Linked DNA regions of Mus musculus: region 2 is linked to region 1. Evidence: chromatin contacts called from public promoter capture Hi-C data. All regions are on one chromosome and are shown on one strand. The core of a region is the stretch at or near the end of the contact, and the rest is flanking DNA. Distances in the headings are between cores, read along the strand shown.

Region 1 (7,246 bases), core at 1,241-3,740:
ACTTCATCAAGTTCACTGGCTCTCAAGTGGGCCATAGAAGACTCTTGTTTCAAAGAAACAAAAACAAAGAACATAATTTATGACAAAAAAAACCAAAAAACAAACAAAAAAAAAACCCAACAAAAAACCTTCAAAACAAAAACCCCTCAAAACTAAGTTTGGTACTGCCTCTGACCACTTGTGTAGTTCATGGCTCCCTACCTCATAAAGAAATTTACTACTGTCCTTAAGATGTTTGGGTTTTGGGGCTGGTGAGATGGCTCAGCGGGTAAGAGCACCCGACTGCTCTTCCGAAGGTCCGGAGTTCAAATCCCAGCAACCACATGGTGGCTCACAACCACCCGTAACGAGATCTGGCTTCCTCTTCTGGACTGTCGGAAGACAGCTACAGTGTACTTACATATAATAAATAAATAAATAAATCTTTAAAAAAAAAAAAAAAGATGTTTGGTTTTTTTTTTTTTACTTCCTTAGAGGTAGCATCATGTAGCTTGCTGGGACACTGGATCATGAACACTGAAGGACTTAAGGCAGTTCTAATATATAAACAAATACAATTGTTTCACCATTTCCTTATATAGAACAATGTCAATTAAATTTTAACTTGTATTCATTATAATAGTCTGTCAGTCTGGAAGACAACAGGACATAATATCAGGCAGTGGAGTAGAATAAAGATTTTTCTCTACTCTCACTCATTTTCTTGAGTGCTGGGATTAAAGTCACCACCATGCCTGGCCAATGCTTTAAGTACCAATAGATTGTAATCCATAAAGACTTTTTGAAATAATTTACAGTAAGTGTTGTGCCACATACAATATAAACTAATAATCAATTACTGAGTTCAAAGACAGTAAAAAAGGTATTTCAAGACCACAAGGTTACTAGTAAACGTGACCATTTACCTCAGTCAGAATGCACACAAGCAGAGGAACACAGTGAGGAAGTCAGGCCTAGATTCATAGCTTAGCAGGGAATGGTGCCTGCAGCCAAGCTTGGCAACCCAAGTGTGATCCTGGGCCTGAACCCCTCAAAGGTATAGTCTCACCTTCATGTGTGCATCTCGGTATGTGACTACACACAATAAATAAATAAACAAACAAATAAATGTGATAAAACTGTTTTTAGATTATAACTTGGAACAGAAATCTAACTCTATTCTTGCATGCATTTTTCTTGATATAGGCAAACATTGTACTTCTGAGCTATAGCACATCTCCAAATCTGTAATTAAATTTTTGTTTGTTTGGTTTTTCAGACAGGATTTCTTTGTGTAGCCTTAGCTGTCCTGGAACTAGCTCTGTAGACCAGGCTGTCCCTGCATTCACAGAGATCCTCCTGCCTCTGCCTCCCTAGTCCTGGGATTAAAAGTATGTGCTACCACCGCCAGGCTTATAATTAAAACTTTTAATCAGGCTTTTTAAAAAAGAGGTTGGCCAGGCGGTGGTGGCGCATGCCTTTAATCCCAGCACTTGGGAGGCAGAGGCAGGCAGATTTCTGAGTTCAAGTCCAGCCTGGTCTACAAAGTGAGTGCCAAGACAGCCAGGACTATACAGAGAAACCCTGTCTCAAAAACAAAAAAAACAAAAAAAAGAGGTTGGGTGCAGGTTCCCATGCTTGTGATCCCAGCACTTGCAGGCAGAGGCAGAATTGTAAATTCAAGGAAAGACCTTTATTACCAATATCAAAAGTAAAATAATTTGTAACTATATCAAAAATGTCACTTCAGGGCCAGTGAAATGACTCGGTGGGTAAAGGTATTTGCTACCAACCCTGAGAAATTATAACTAATAACTAATAACTAATAACTAATAGTCCTAGTTCTCTCACAGACCTTAAAACCTACATCCAACTTTAACTTTCACCAATGCCATGTTTATATGATTCAAACCGGTAAAGAGTTTACAACTCAAACATACTCTATGGAGAGCGTAAACATGTCACAAGACAAAGTTTCTTTCTTGTTTACAACAGTTACATACTCTTCACTGTCATTAAATCGGGAAATATATAGAGAGCGCCACCTCAGGAATTCTCCACACGTACCTGGACTTGAGAAAACCTTCTATGCCAACCAAAAAGGGCTCTAACAAAACGACGTTGTTTGTGACTTCTGGAAGACAAAACGGTTTTGAGAAGAAATACCTGCCAGCAGATTCATCTGCCCATAAAACTTAACAAAATGGGTGGGGCTCAGCCAAGGGCGCTGGGTTAGCTCAGGCGACGGCCTGGGTTTGAAGCCCAACTCGGGAAAACAAAACAAACCCCTCCCTCCCCTGGGCAGTACTGTCCCCCATTCCTCATCTGCCTCTGGTCTATCTTCCTCACAAACTACCCTCGCCTCACTCACTGGAGAAGGCCAGGGCGCCGAGGGACCGCGACAGGTCCCAGGCGAGGTGCAGGGTGTCGCCGAGCACCGCGTAGCACCGCGCGCAATGAAACACGGCACATCTCTCCGGCTCCAACCACGCAGGCAGCCGCAGGTCGACAGGTGACGCCTTCACCTTAGACTCGGAGGACCCGAGAGGGGAGAACCCTTCCACCACCTGAGTGTCCCACTCCATGGAGGAGGTAAGAGAAAAAGGTGTATCACAAGAGTCACGACGTGACTGGGTCTCCAAGAAGCGAAGACTGCGGCGCGAGAGAGTCGCCATATTTCTTTGAAGCGCGCGCCTCTTTCTCGCACGCTCCAAGTCCCGCCCACCTGTCTCCCTGCGTCTTCATTGGACAATGTTCCTGAAAGACACGCTCTCAATACGCTCAGCGCCAGCATATTGGTATAGTTTGCGGAATAGCGGTCTTCAGCCAATCACGCTACTGGCCCGCATCGGAAACCCCACCCTCGAGGCAGTTCAACCAATGAACTTACAGCAGTCTTAATTTAAACTCCATATATAAGTCGGCTTGTCAACGTCTTGGGTGGCGCCAGTTTTGAGCCGCTCTGTTTTGAGTTGTGTGGCTGTTTTTCTGGGAATCACCGAGATTGCAGAACGCGATGACCGTCCCCTCTGCAGAGGAGCTGGACTCCTTTAAGTACAGCGACCTGCAAAATTTAGCCAAAAGGCTGGGCCTCCGGGCTAACATGAAGGTACCGTGCTGGCTGGCGGTGCGGGCAGTTGGGTGGGCGGGGTAGAAGAGACCAGGGATTTGGGGGACAGGGCGCGAAGTGACTGAGAGGAAACCCCCGAGGGACGTTATTTTGGGAGGAGTAGGTAGGTTTTGTTCACAGTGACTGGAATTTGTTAAACGAAAGAAAAGCCGAGGCTGTTACTCTAGTTGGAGGCTTTTTTTATTATATTTGGAGAACTTATAAAGACTTTTTGTTTTTTGGTTTGGTTTGGTTTTGGTTTTTCAAGACAGGGCTTCTCTGTGTAGCCCTGGCTGTCCTGGAACTCACTCTGTAGACCAGGCTGGCCTCAAACTCGGAAATCCACCTGCCTCTGCCTCCCAAGTGCTGGGATTAAAGGCATGCGCCACCACTGCCCAGCTCTTATAAAGACTTCTTAATGGAAATGCTAATACTTCCTGGTACCAAATGGGAAACGAAGGCCCATAGGACGTAATCAGTGTAATTTCCATGCCAGTTATTAGGCAGTTGAAGAAAAACTACTTTAAACGACTTCTTCTGAAAAACTCTACTTACTGTTCAGTAAACTATGACACTACCTTCACTCTCGTGAACCTTTAATGGGATGCCTGTCCACCGTGATCTAGTATGATTGTCCATACATTAATCACTATTGTGATGGTGGTCTTTTTCAAAACCGATAAGGTCTTTGAATTCTGAGTTTGCAAGGTGTTCAGAGAAAATGTGGGGATTCATTGTGAGATTGGACTTGCTATATTGAAGCTTGCCCACATGTATATACCAGAGATTTGTACAGCAAACTGCTATTTGCACTAAATCTCTAATTAGTTGTCATAAATGTTTTTAAATGGTTTAAATAGAATAATGTGGCCATAGGTACACCTTTTATCTGGCTGAACGGCACTGAAGAGTACTTAGAAATGTTTCTGAGTTTAGTGCTTAATGGCTCCCCAACTTATTGTCTAAAGCTTAGTCCTTCAGGTTTTTGCTATCTTCTCCTCTTCCTCCTCCCCCCCCCTTTTTTTTTAATGAAATAAAGTCTCATTATACTGCCTGGGCTATCCTGGAAAACAGTATATAGCTTTGAGTAGCCTGAAACTTATGCTGAGACTATATATGGGCTTGTACCTCCACCGATGGCCTGACTGTAATTGTTTATCAGACTACACCTGTTGCCTCTGCATCTCAGCTGCTCAGATGAGCACCCTGTCCTACCTCAGTTAAGTAGTTTGGGGTTTGCTTCATAGCCCCTGCTGTGTTCTTTATTTCTAGCTCACTTGGTATTTTATAAACTCTTTTCCCATTAGTCCACTGGGAGCTTCCAACAGAAGGCTTGCCTGCTTTGTTCACCAGTCTCTCTAGCTCCTAGCACAGTGCTCTGCACAATGTAAGAACAGTTAGTTCTTCCATCAATGATTAATGCTGATGAATAACACTTGAGCTTTCAGGCAACTTGAGCTTCATCCCATTTTATTTGACCTGCTAAATGTCTTCATTTGTTTCTATCTCAGACACCTCCCTTCTCATTGTTGCATCCTTGGTGAGATAGTATGTTAAGAAACCATGTCCTAGTCAGGCAGTGAGATAGATGGCTCACGGGATAAAGGTGTTTGATACACAAGCCTGGTATTTTGACCCACATAATGGAAGAAGAGAATTAACTGTACAAAACTGTCCACTGAACTCCACACCTGCACTATGGCACACACACACAAACACACTCACTCACTCACTATAAATAAGAATTTGCATCTATCTGGGCATGGTGGCACCGCCTTTAATACCAGCACTAGCGAGAAAAGGCAGAGATAGGTGGATCTCTGTGATTTTGAAGCCAATTTGGTCTACATAGTGAGTTCCAGAACTACCAGGGTCACAAAGTAAGATACAGTTTGAAACAAAAGAAAGAGAAAGAAAAGAAATTGTGGGCTGGTGAGATGGCTCAGTGGGTAAGAGCACCCGACTGCTCTTCCAAAGGTCCGGAGTTCAAATCCCAGCAACCACATGGTGGCTCACAACCATCCGTAACGAGATCTGACGCCCTCTTCTGGTGTGTCTGAAGACAACAACAGTTACATATAATAAATAAATAAATCTTAAAAAAAAAAAAAAAAAAAAAAAAGAAAAGAAATTGTTTATAATTTTGGTAGGCCTGACATATAATCCCAGCACTGGGGAGGCACATTCAGGAGGACCATGAATTGAAGTCTTGTCAAACAAACAAGACTGGGCATATTGTTCATCTTGTCAATCCTGAACTAAGCCCTAGATTAGGTAGATCTCGGAGTTTGAGGCCAGCCTGGTCCAGTTAGTGAGTTATAGGCCAGTCAACTCTACATAGTGAAACCTGTCTTTAATTAAAAAAAAAAAAAAAGACCTGGATTAATTTGAGAGGAGGCCTTACTTAGGTTAGGTTCATTGTAGTAAATAAGAACCATTTTATTAATAGTTGTCTTCATGCAGAGAAGTCTAGTACAGTTAAGGCGCGTGACTTGGGGCCACACCCCAACAAAACTCCTGTACTTAAAGTACAGAGCACATTTTGTGCTTTGCCCTTTACTTCTGGTAAATGATAAATTGTGTGAGAAGAGCCAAGCTCAGAGGTTGAGCCTATCATAAGTGTGTGGAATCATAGACACACAAGAAACAGGAACTGAGCAGCAATAGGTTTTTACCTCCCTTGTGATGCAGATACAGGCCAGATTAGAGCAGATTAAAAAGTAGACAAAAGCAGGTGCATTAGAAGGCAGATCTCAGGTGGGCTTACTGATCTCACAGTGGAGGGGTCAGCTAGGAGCTGGGATTGCATCCATGTATGGTCAAAAACTGAGCCCCTAGCTGGGCACTTGGTGGATTGCTGGAGACTAGGAGTGATGACATGTTAACCCGAAGTCTTCTCTGCAGACAGCTTGTGGGAAGTAGGACAGGCGGGCTTTTCCAGCTTGTACAGGGCAAGCAAGCAGCTTGTATTTATAGACTTAGAGTTGTGCGTGTATAGCATTTTTTTAAGGCCATGAATTTGAGAAAGAGCAAGGCCAGGTACATGGGTACATGGAGAGAAGTTGGAGGAAAGAGATGGGCTCTTGGAAGATAGGGTGGGGAGGGCATTATGTATGTGTGTGTGTGTGTGTGTGTGTATAAAATGAGATTTATTTATTTATTTTATGTATATGAGTATACTGTAGCTGTGTCTTCAGACACACCAGATCCCATTACAGATGATTGTAAGCCACCATGTGGTTGCTGGGAATTGAACTCAGGACCTCTGGAAAAGCAGTCAGTGCTCTTAACCACTGAGCCATCTCTCCAGCCGCATGTAAATATATTTTAATTAAAAAATTTTTAAACCAGGTTGGGTTGGCACATGCCTTTAATCTTAGCACTCAGGAGGCAGAGGTAGGCAGAGCTAGTTCCAAAACAGAAGGATTACACAAAAACCTATCTTGAAAAGCCAAAAAAAAAAAAAAAAAAAGAAGAAAAGAAAGAAAAGAAAAAAGAAAGAAAAAGAAAAGTTTAAAGTTATTGTATTAGTTTAAAGTTAATTTTACTATTTTATTTTGTGACAGGGTGTCAGTATGTAGCTCTGACTATCTGGAACTCAATTTGTAGATTAGCCTAGCCTCAAATTTACAGAGATGGGTTTACTCTTATCCTCTGAGTGCTGGGACTAAAGGCATGCATGCATCATTGTCCCAGCTTTAAGCAAGTGTATTTATGTATATAAAGGTCTTTGTCTACGATTGTGCCTGCAGACCAAAGAGAGCATCAGACTGAGCTGCCATGTGGCTGCTAGGAATTGAATTCAGGCCATCTGGAAGAGCAGCCAGTGCTCTTAGCTCCTGAGCTATCTCTTCAAGCCCCTAAAACTAAAAATCAATAAATTTAAACATTTTTTAAGGGCCAGGCGTGGTGGCGTACGCCTTTGATCCCAGCACTTGGGAGGCAGAGGCAGGTGGATTTCTGAGTTCGAGACCAGCCTGGTCTACAGAGTGAGTTCCAGGACAGCCAAGGCTACACAGAGAAACCCTGTCTCGAAAACAAACAAACAAACAAAATTCTTTTAAAAAGAGTTTTGGCCTTCAACTGTGTACCTGAGTGTAATAAGGGAAAAAGGAACCTAACAAATACACTTGATTTTTTTTTTTTTAAAGATTTATT
Region 2 (7,246 bases), core at 2,144-4,643, 2.4 Mb after region 1:
TGGAAGGCTTGTTGGAAAATATAAGAGGTGCATAAAACAAGGGACTGTGTGCTACAGATCCAGTGGATTTAGACTCTCCTAAGTCTCTACGTCTGCTGGGTAAACAGCTGTGTAAACCAGCAGGCATGGCTCTCTGTTGTGTACACTCCAGCACTCTCTAGAGAAGGAGAAAGTGACTGCATGTTCTCTCATACACACAGCCAAGTAACCAGGTCGCTAAAAGCAGAGCCTCTGAGTGACTAGAAGAACGTGCCACATTCCAGAGTATATTTACATGTATTGGATATATACAGAATTGGAATGTAAAAACAATCCAGGGGCTGGAGAGATGGCTCAGTGGTTAAGAGCACTGACTGCTCTTCCGAAGGTCCAGAATTCAAATCCCAGCAGCCACATGGTGGCACAACCATCCGTAATGAGATCTGATGCCCTCTTCTGGGGTGTCTGAAGATAGTGACAGTGCACTTATATATAATAATAAATCTTAAAAAAAAAATCCAAAGAATAGTAAACATCTCTTCAAGATCTATGTGGTCAAACAATTTTTCCTGTATTCTTTATTGTAAGAAGGATTCATTATTGAGTCATTTTTAAGGCGAATTACTGAGCATTTATTATGTACCAGGTACTGGGAATACAGCAGCAAAGAAAAGAGAGAGCTACATGTTTGCACACAGGTCTGCCACCCCATCTCACCTAATTGGGAAGCAGAGGCAGGAGGATGAATCTAGAGTGAAGGTCAACAATTAACTAGCAAGTTCCAGATCTAAGACCTTGTTTTATCCCCCCCCCCATCTCACAATAACGGGGAACAAGCAAGAGACCCATGCTTCAGATAGAAAACAGGATCATCACAGAAGGAATGTGATGACAAACCTGGAAAACAGATAACCAAGCGTGCTATCACAGTTTATATGATGCTAGGGACTGAACTCGGGGCCTTCTGCATGCTAGGCAAGCACTCTGCCCACTGAGCTACATGTCAAGCCCACAGAAGGGACTCCTGCAAAGGGGACATTTGGCTTTAATGTGAAAGAGGAGAAGCGATCCATGGGGAGTGTGGGAAGAGCACCACAGTCAGAAATATTGACTCTAAAGCTCCTAGAAGTAGCCTCAGCAATGAAGGGAATAAGGGAGGTGGGGGTGGGGCAATCAGAGGGTAGGAGAAATGGCAGAGGGAGAAAAAGATGAAGAAAAAGAGACCAGCATATGTCTGAAGTAGGACAGCCTATGCAAGGTCTTATTGACCAGGAAAAGACGCTGAACTTTCATTTGGGGACAGGGTCACATATAACCCAGGCTGCCCTCAGACTTCCTATGGAGTTGAGTATGGCTTTCCTTTTCCATCCTCCTGCCTCCACCTCCTGAGTGTGTGGGGTTACATTGTGTGCATGTATCATTTATATGGTGCTAAGGATTGAATTTATGGCCTTGTGCATGTTGGGCAAACAGTCTGCCAACTATGTTACATCCCCAGGCTAAAAAGTTGAGGTTTTTCTAAAAACAAAGTCATTAAAGATATTTTATCTGGAAGGAAGCAATGTTATTTACTATTTATTCAGACAGGTTGGGACAGATCCTGGATGCATAAGTCTTCCTTCCTAGGGTCTTGTCTTAATTTGGATTCACGACTGGATCAACATGTATTACAATGCTTTACTCAATTTATTGATTTAAACATTAGTCACATCTAACATTCACAGCGATTAGACTGGTATTTGACTAAAAGCTAGGGGACATAGGTACCACAGTCTAGTCAAGCTGATAAATAGAATTAGCCATTCTGTTGCCTTTGACCTTAAAATAGTTTTCAGACTGGTTCCTTCCTCTCCATTGTCACTGGCTTAATTTGGGCTTGAGTTATCCTTGCAGAATTAATTCATTCGAGTTGGAAATCGCATAGCTCAGTGGTAATGCAAGGAAGGCAGAGGCTCTTGGTTTTATCCTATACTTATGTACTAGGTACTTTGTAAAATCATAAATGGATTTTTTTTTTTTTTTTTTTTGGTTTTTTGAGACAGGACTTCTCTGTGTAGCCCTGGCTGTCCTGGCACTCTGTAGACCAGGCTGGCCACCACGTGTGCCACCACGCTGGGCGGATGCTTTCTTTTATAGAGCGTCATCTCTCATTTTAATAATGCTGTCGAACAGCTGAGCGTGGTGGCGCACGCCTTTAATCCCAGCTCTCGGGAGGCAGAGGCAGGCTGATTTCTGAGTTTGAGGCCAGCTTGGTCTACTGAGTGAGTTCCAGGACAGCCAGGGCTACACAGAGAAATCCTGTCTCGAAAACAAACAAACAAACAAACAAACACAAAAAAATTGCGGTAGAACATTTCTTGAAAGACCACCTTATAAAATGTTTACTTGTAGACGAAAAATACACAAGAAACGGAAAGTACTAAGAATGGCTGATGTGTGTCTGTTTTTTTTAAAGACTTAAAACCTAAGCTCATGCCTTTAATCCCAGCACCTGGGAGCCAGCCTGGTTCACAGAGCGAGTTCCAGGACAGCCCAGGCTACAGAGAGAAACTTGTCTTAAAAACAAAGCAAAACAAAACAAAAAACTTTAAAAACAATGAATATATTGGAAAATCAGACAATATCTAAACTAGCTCCTTCCTTCTTAATGTCCTTACTGGGAAGCCCTGTGCCAAGGGGGAGAGAATTTTGCTCCTTTTAGGTTCTTTTTATCAGTTTACCTGTTAGAATGCACTCAGATGAGCACCACAAGCCTTCTCTCTACCAGAAATGCACCGGAGCACAAGTCACTTGGTTTCTCAAACTCCAGCTTCACCAGTGCCTACCGCGGGCAGAAAACTGAAACTTCCGTCGTCGTTAATGCTACCTTTTTAACATCTAACCTCATAATGCTTCTTTTTGTTGCAGCCACTGCACTGTGTCGAAATCTGTTTACATAACTATTTTGCTACTGTGTTGAGGACAAACTAGAATAAGCCTGGGACGGACCACGGAACTCCGAAATGTTTTCGCCAAAACAATCACCGTGCAGGACTTCGGGTGATCACCGGAAGGGAGAACCAGGGAGACTTGGAGTATACTTCCATCTCCGTGCCCGAATGCTAGGAGGCCACGGGATATCTGCCCTGTCCACTTCCTCCTCGCTGCTCGCCTGCTGCCGGCTCACGATCAGCCAGCACTAGAAGACCCACTCGCTAGCCGAGCACCGCCCGACTCACGCGTGCGCACTTCCTTTCTCTTCTCGCGGGGGGTGGGGGATGAGGGGGTGAGGGGTGTGGCTTGGGGGGACCAGGCTGGTCCGCGTCTCCCAGCCCAGCGTCGCCCCACCCCGCCCGCCCCGCCCCTGCCGCGCGCGTCGCCCGTGGGGCGGAGCCTCTGCCGGGCGCCCAGTCAGCCACTGTCCCAGCCTGCCCTGCGCGGGCCAACGAGAGCCAGCCCAGTGACTCACCTCTGCCGCGCTAACTCTTCGCAGCTCTTCCCATCGCACACGCTCACCCCCGGTTCGAGATGGCGGCGGCGGCGGCGGCGGCAGCGGCGGCGGGGGACTCAGACTCTTGGGGTGAGCAGAAGTTCCGGCCCAAATGCGGGCTGTGGCGGCCCCGCTCCCACGCGGGTACTAACGCGACTCGCTCTCTTCCGTAGACGCGGACACGTTCTCTATGGAGGACCCGGTGCGGAAGGTCGCGGGCGGCGGCACGGCCGGCGGGGACCGCTGGGAAGGCGAGGACGAGGACGAGGACGTGAAGGTAGGTTCGGGCCCGGGAGCCAGGCTACGCCCGTGGGCGCCGGCTGCGGGCGGGGAGATCGGGCCCCCGGGGCGCCGCCCGGGCCTGCGGGCCGTGGGTCCCGCGTGAGCTTCGGCCCGGAGGTTCCCTCGGCTGGACGGCCATGTGGGCAGCAAGGCGGCAGCTTGTCCGGCCGGACTCTGCGGAGGGTGGTGACCGCCTGGGCCCCAGCCCTTCACCGAGGGTCGGCTCTCTGGCCTGGAACCTAACTGGAGACGAGAAGTGACAGCAGCAGTCCGGTCGGCCCACGTGCTATCTTCGCAGTCCAGAACCTCTCACCGAAACTAGGCGAACAGATCGGGAACTCGGTTTCAGTGTTTGTCCCATATGGAAAGTCGTGGATCCGCTTTTCCTAGTTCGGCTCTCCCATGTGTCAGTAACTTAGGTATGATTGTGAAGGCCGGTAGCTCGTTTGAGCGATTAGATGGAGAAAATACATTGAATTTTCTAAACTAGAATTGGAGTAGTAAAACAACTTTTAGCTCTCCCTTCCCCCACCCTGTGGTAAGAAGGATGAACTGAGAGCACTGAGATAACCATCGGGTTAGTGGACAGAACTGTGAACTCTGAAAAACAGAGCTAACAGTTATTCATCTACACAGGGACAGACAGGCTTAGAAAAAAACCCCAAAGAGTTGGTGGTTGTGGTAGACCAGGGGCCAGTGGTTTGTTTGTTTTTTTTTTTTTTTGTATTGTAAATTCGAGTCCTATTCACCTTTATTGTTCTTAAAAACTCTCACGGGCTCATCTTACAGCTTTAGATATACTGTTTGGATTTTTCATTTTTACTCTGAACTTTGCTGAAGTGTATGTCTACTTTACCAGACAGCCTGAATTTGAGGAATGAAGTGATCTTTGTGTACATTGAAGTTAATAATGAAGTTAATAATAGTGCTGTTGACTGGCTACTTACGTGCTTTCTTTATCTATTGTATGTATACACTTGGGCATGGTTTGTTACCGACCTTATATTATCCTATCACGGCAGATTTTCAGTTTTGACTTTTCACTTTTCCTAGGAAGTAGAAGTTAGGACATCTTATAAAGTTAAAGAAGTTAAAGTTGGGCTGGAGAGATGGCTCAGCGATTAAGAGCACTGACTGCTCTTCTGAAGGTCCTGAGTTCAAATCCCAGTAACCACTAGCCACCCATCTGTAATGAAATCTGATGCCCTCCTACAGTGTACTTATATGTAATAATAAATAAGTCTTGGGAAAAAAAAAAAGTCAAGAGATGGGAGTAAGTTTAAAACAAAACAGGGGACAGTGGGGGGAAAGTAAAGGAGGCGGGAATAAATGCCAAAAGGTTGTTTAAAGCTTTCAGTAATGATGCCATGTAGTATCTACCTGGGGTTATGGAATGTAAATGGTGTCATTCCTGATGTTTATAATTCGTATCACTTAACAGTGGTTGTGGACCTTCCTGGTGCTGTGAACTTTTAGCTTGTATTTAACATGTTGTGGTGACCTCTCCCAAGCATAAAGTTATTTTTTGCTACTTTATAACTAATTTTGCTGCTATTATGAATTGTAAATATCTGATGCAGGATATCTGAGCTCTGAAAGGGTTGTTGGAGACCCACAGTGAGAACCACTGTAAGTTGATAAGTGTAAGAGCTAACTTTGGGGAGACTTAGAGGTGAGTTACTTGTAAAATCCACGTATCCACTCACTCTTTCAGTGCAGACTTACTTTCGTATACATAACCAGTCTTTTTTTTTGGTATTTTTCAAGACAGGGTTTTTCTGTGTAGCCCTGGCTGTCCTGGAACTCACTCTGTAGACCAGGCTGGCCTCAAACTCAGAAATCCGCCTGCCTCTGCCTCCCGAGTGCTGGGATTAAGGGAGTGCACCGGCTGACATAACCAGTCTCATACATAATGTTTGAAGTTGATGTTGCAGATTGGAAGCTGATTTTGTCCATCCTGTTGTAGTGTTAAAATTTTGCTTTATTTCTGTCTCATGATACAGTATATAAAAATAGTTTTTGACTCCTGGGTTTTAGAAACAAACTGGATTATGTTACCTTGGCATTTTCTAGTTACTCTTTCTCAATATGTAAGTAATTGTAATGAGACTTGCATTACATACTTTTTTTGTTGTTTTTTGCATGTTTTGTTTAGAGACTGGGTCTCACTGTGTCAACCAGGCTGGCTTTGAACTTCACAGAAGTCTGCCTGGCTCTGCCTCGTGAGTGCTGGGATTAAAAGAGTACACCAACATCAGAATCACTTTTTTTTTTAAGATTTGTTTATTTATTTTATGTACATAAGCACACTGTAGCTGTGCAGATGGTTGTGAGCCTTCATGTGGTTATTGGGGATTGAATTTTTTGTAGGACCTTACTCGCCTCAGAGTAAGAGTGAGAGTCCCTGCTTGCTCTGGCCCAAAGATTTATTATTATAAATAAGTACACTGTAGCTGTCTTCTGATACACTAGAAGAGGGCGTTAGATCTCATTACAGGTAGTTGTGAGCCACCATGTGGTTGCTGGGATTTGAACTCAGAACCTTTGGAAGAGTAGTCAGTGATTGATCTCACCCACTGAGCTATCCTGCCAGCCCTACTTTGTGGTTTTTTTTTTTTTTGAGACAGGGTTTCTCTGTGTAGCCCTGGCTGTCCTGGAACTCACTTTGTAGACTAGGCTGGCCTCGAACTCAGAAATCCACCTGCCTCTGCCTCTCAGGTGCTGGGATTAAAGGCATGCCACCACCGCCCAGCTCCTACTTTGTGTTTTAAATGAGCATTAGCAGGGCTTCCTAGCACTTGGTAGATATTCAGGAAATACTAATTTTCATTGATGTCTTCCTTCTTTTATCCTAATGGAAATATTTTGACTGCTAAAATCTAATATCTGAGGTTTATTTTATGCCACACTTTATCATTTCCTAAGGCCAGAAGGATCATATTTCTTCTAGTGTCTATTTACTATGAATTTTGTGTTTTTATTGGAAGATCATGGTTATCAAACAAATTTGCCCATTCAGAAGTTTGTTAGAATTGAAATTTGTCACCTTGCATAGCAGTGAGTTATATTACAAACTATTGAATTTTGGTGTTTTAGCATTTAATCATTTTGTGGTAGTATGCAAGACTTATTTGTTTTCATGAAGTCAAATAATCGTAGTTCTTAAACAATTCAGTATGTGAATTAAAAAAACAAGATTGGTGAATGGCAAGTGTAGTTCAGGAAGTGAGGAAGTCGGAAGAGTCCCCTGAGTTCAAGAGGTTAAGACCAACTTGGCCGGTAGAGCAAGAGTTCTATGGCAAAACTGTAGGAAGTGTTTTTTTTTTTTTTTTTTTTTTTTTTTTTCGAGACAAGAGTTTCTCTGTATAGCCCTGGCTGTCCTGGAACTCACTTTGTAGACCAGGCTGGCCTCGAACTCAGAAATCTGCCTGCCTCTGCCTCCCGAGTGCTGGGATTAAAGGCGTGCGCCACCACGCCCGGCGGAAGTGTTCTTTTAATGTGGGGTCAAGTGCTTGA

What was found. Promoter capture Hi-C pulls out the DNA fragments that hold promoters and counts their contacts.
Region 2: a promoter capture Hi-C map of liver shows a contact between it and region 1, with 5 times the contacts expected there. The contact joins the promoter of Eif3j1 here to the promoter of Nusap1 in region 1. A contact is called at or near these places in 3 of 39 promoter capture datasets (liver and pre-B cells).

The regions. Positions count from the first base shown.
Region 1 is chr2:119,615,808-119,623,053 of GRCm38.p6, forward strand. Nusap1 (nucleolar and spindle associated protein 1) reads left to right here and starts at 2,491. Exons shown (of 11, transcript NM_133851.3): 1 at 2,491-3,088. The coding sequence starts at 2,996. Oip5 (Opa interacting protein 5) reads right to left here and starts at 2,698. Exons shown (of 6, transcript NM_001042653.1): 1 at 2,351-2,698; 2 at 2,047-2,113. The coding sequence starts at 2,654.
Region 2 is chr2:122,025,187-122,032,432 of GRCm38.p6, forward strand. Eif3j1 (eukaryotic translation initiation factor 3, subunit J1) reads left to right here and starts at 3,394. Exons shown (of 8, transcript NM_144545.4): 1 at 3,394-3,538; 2 at 3,622-3,725. The coding sequence starts at 3,487.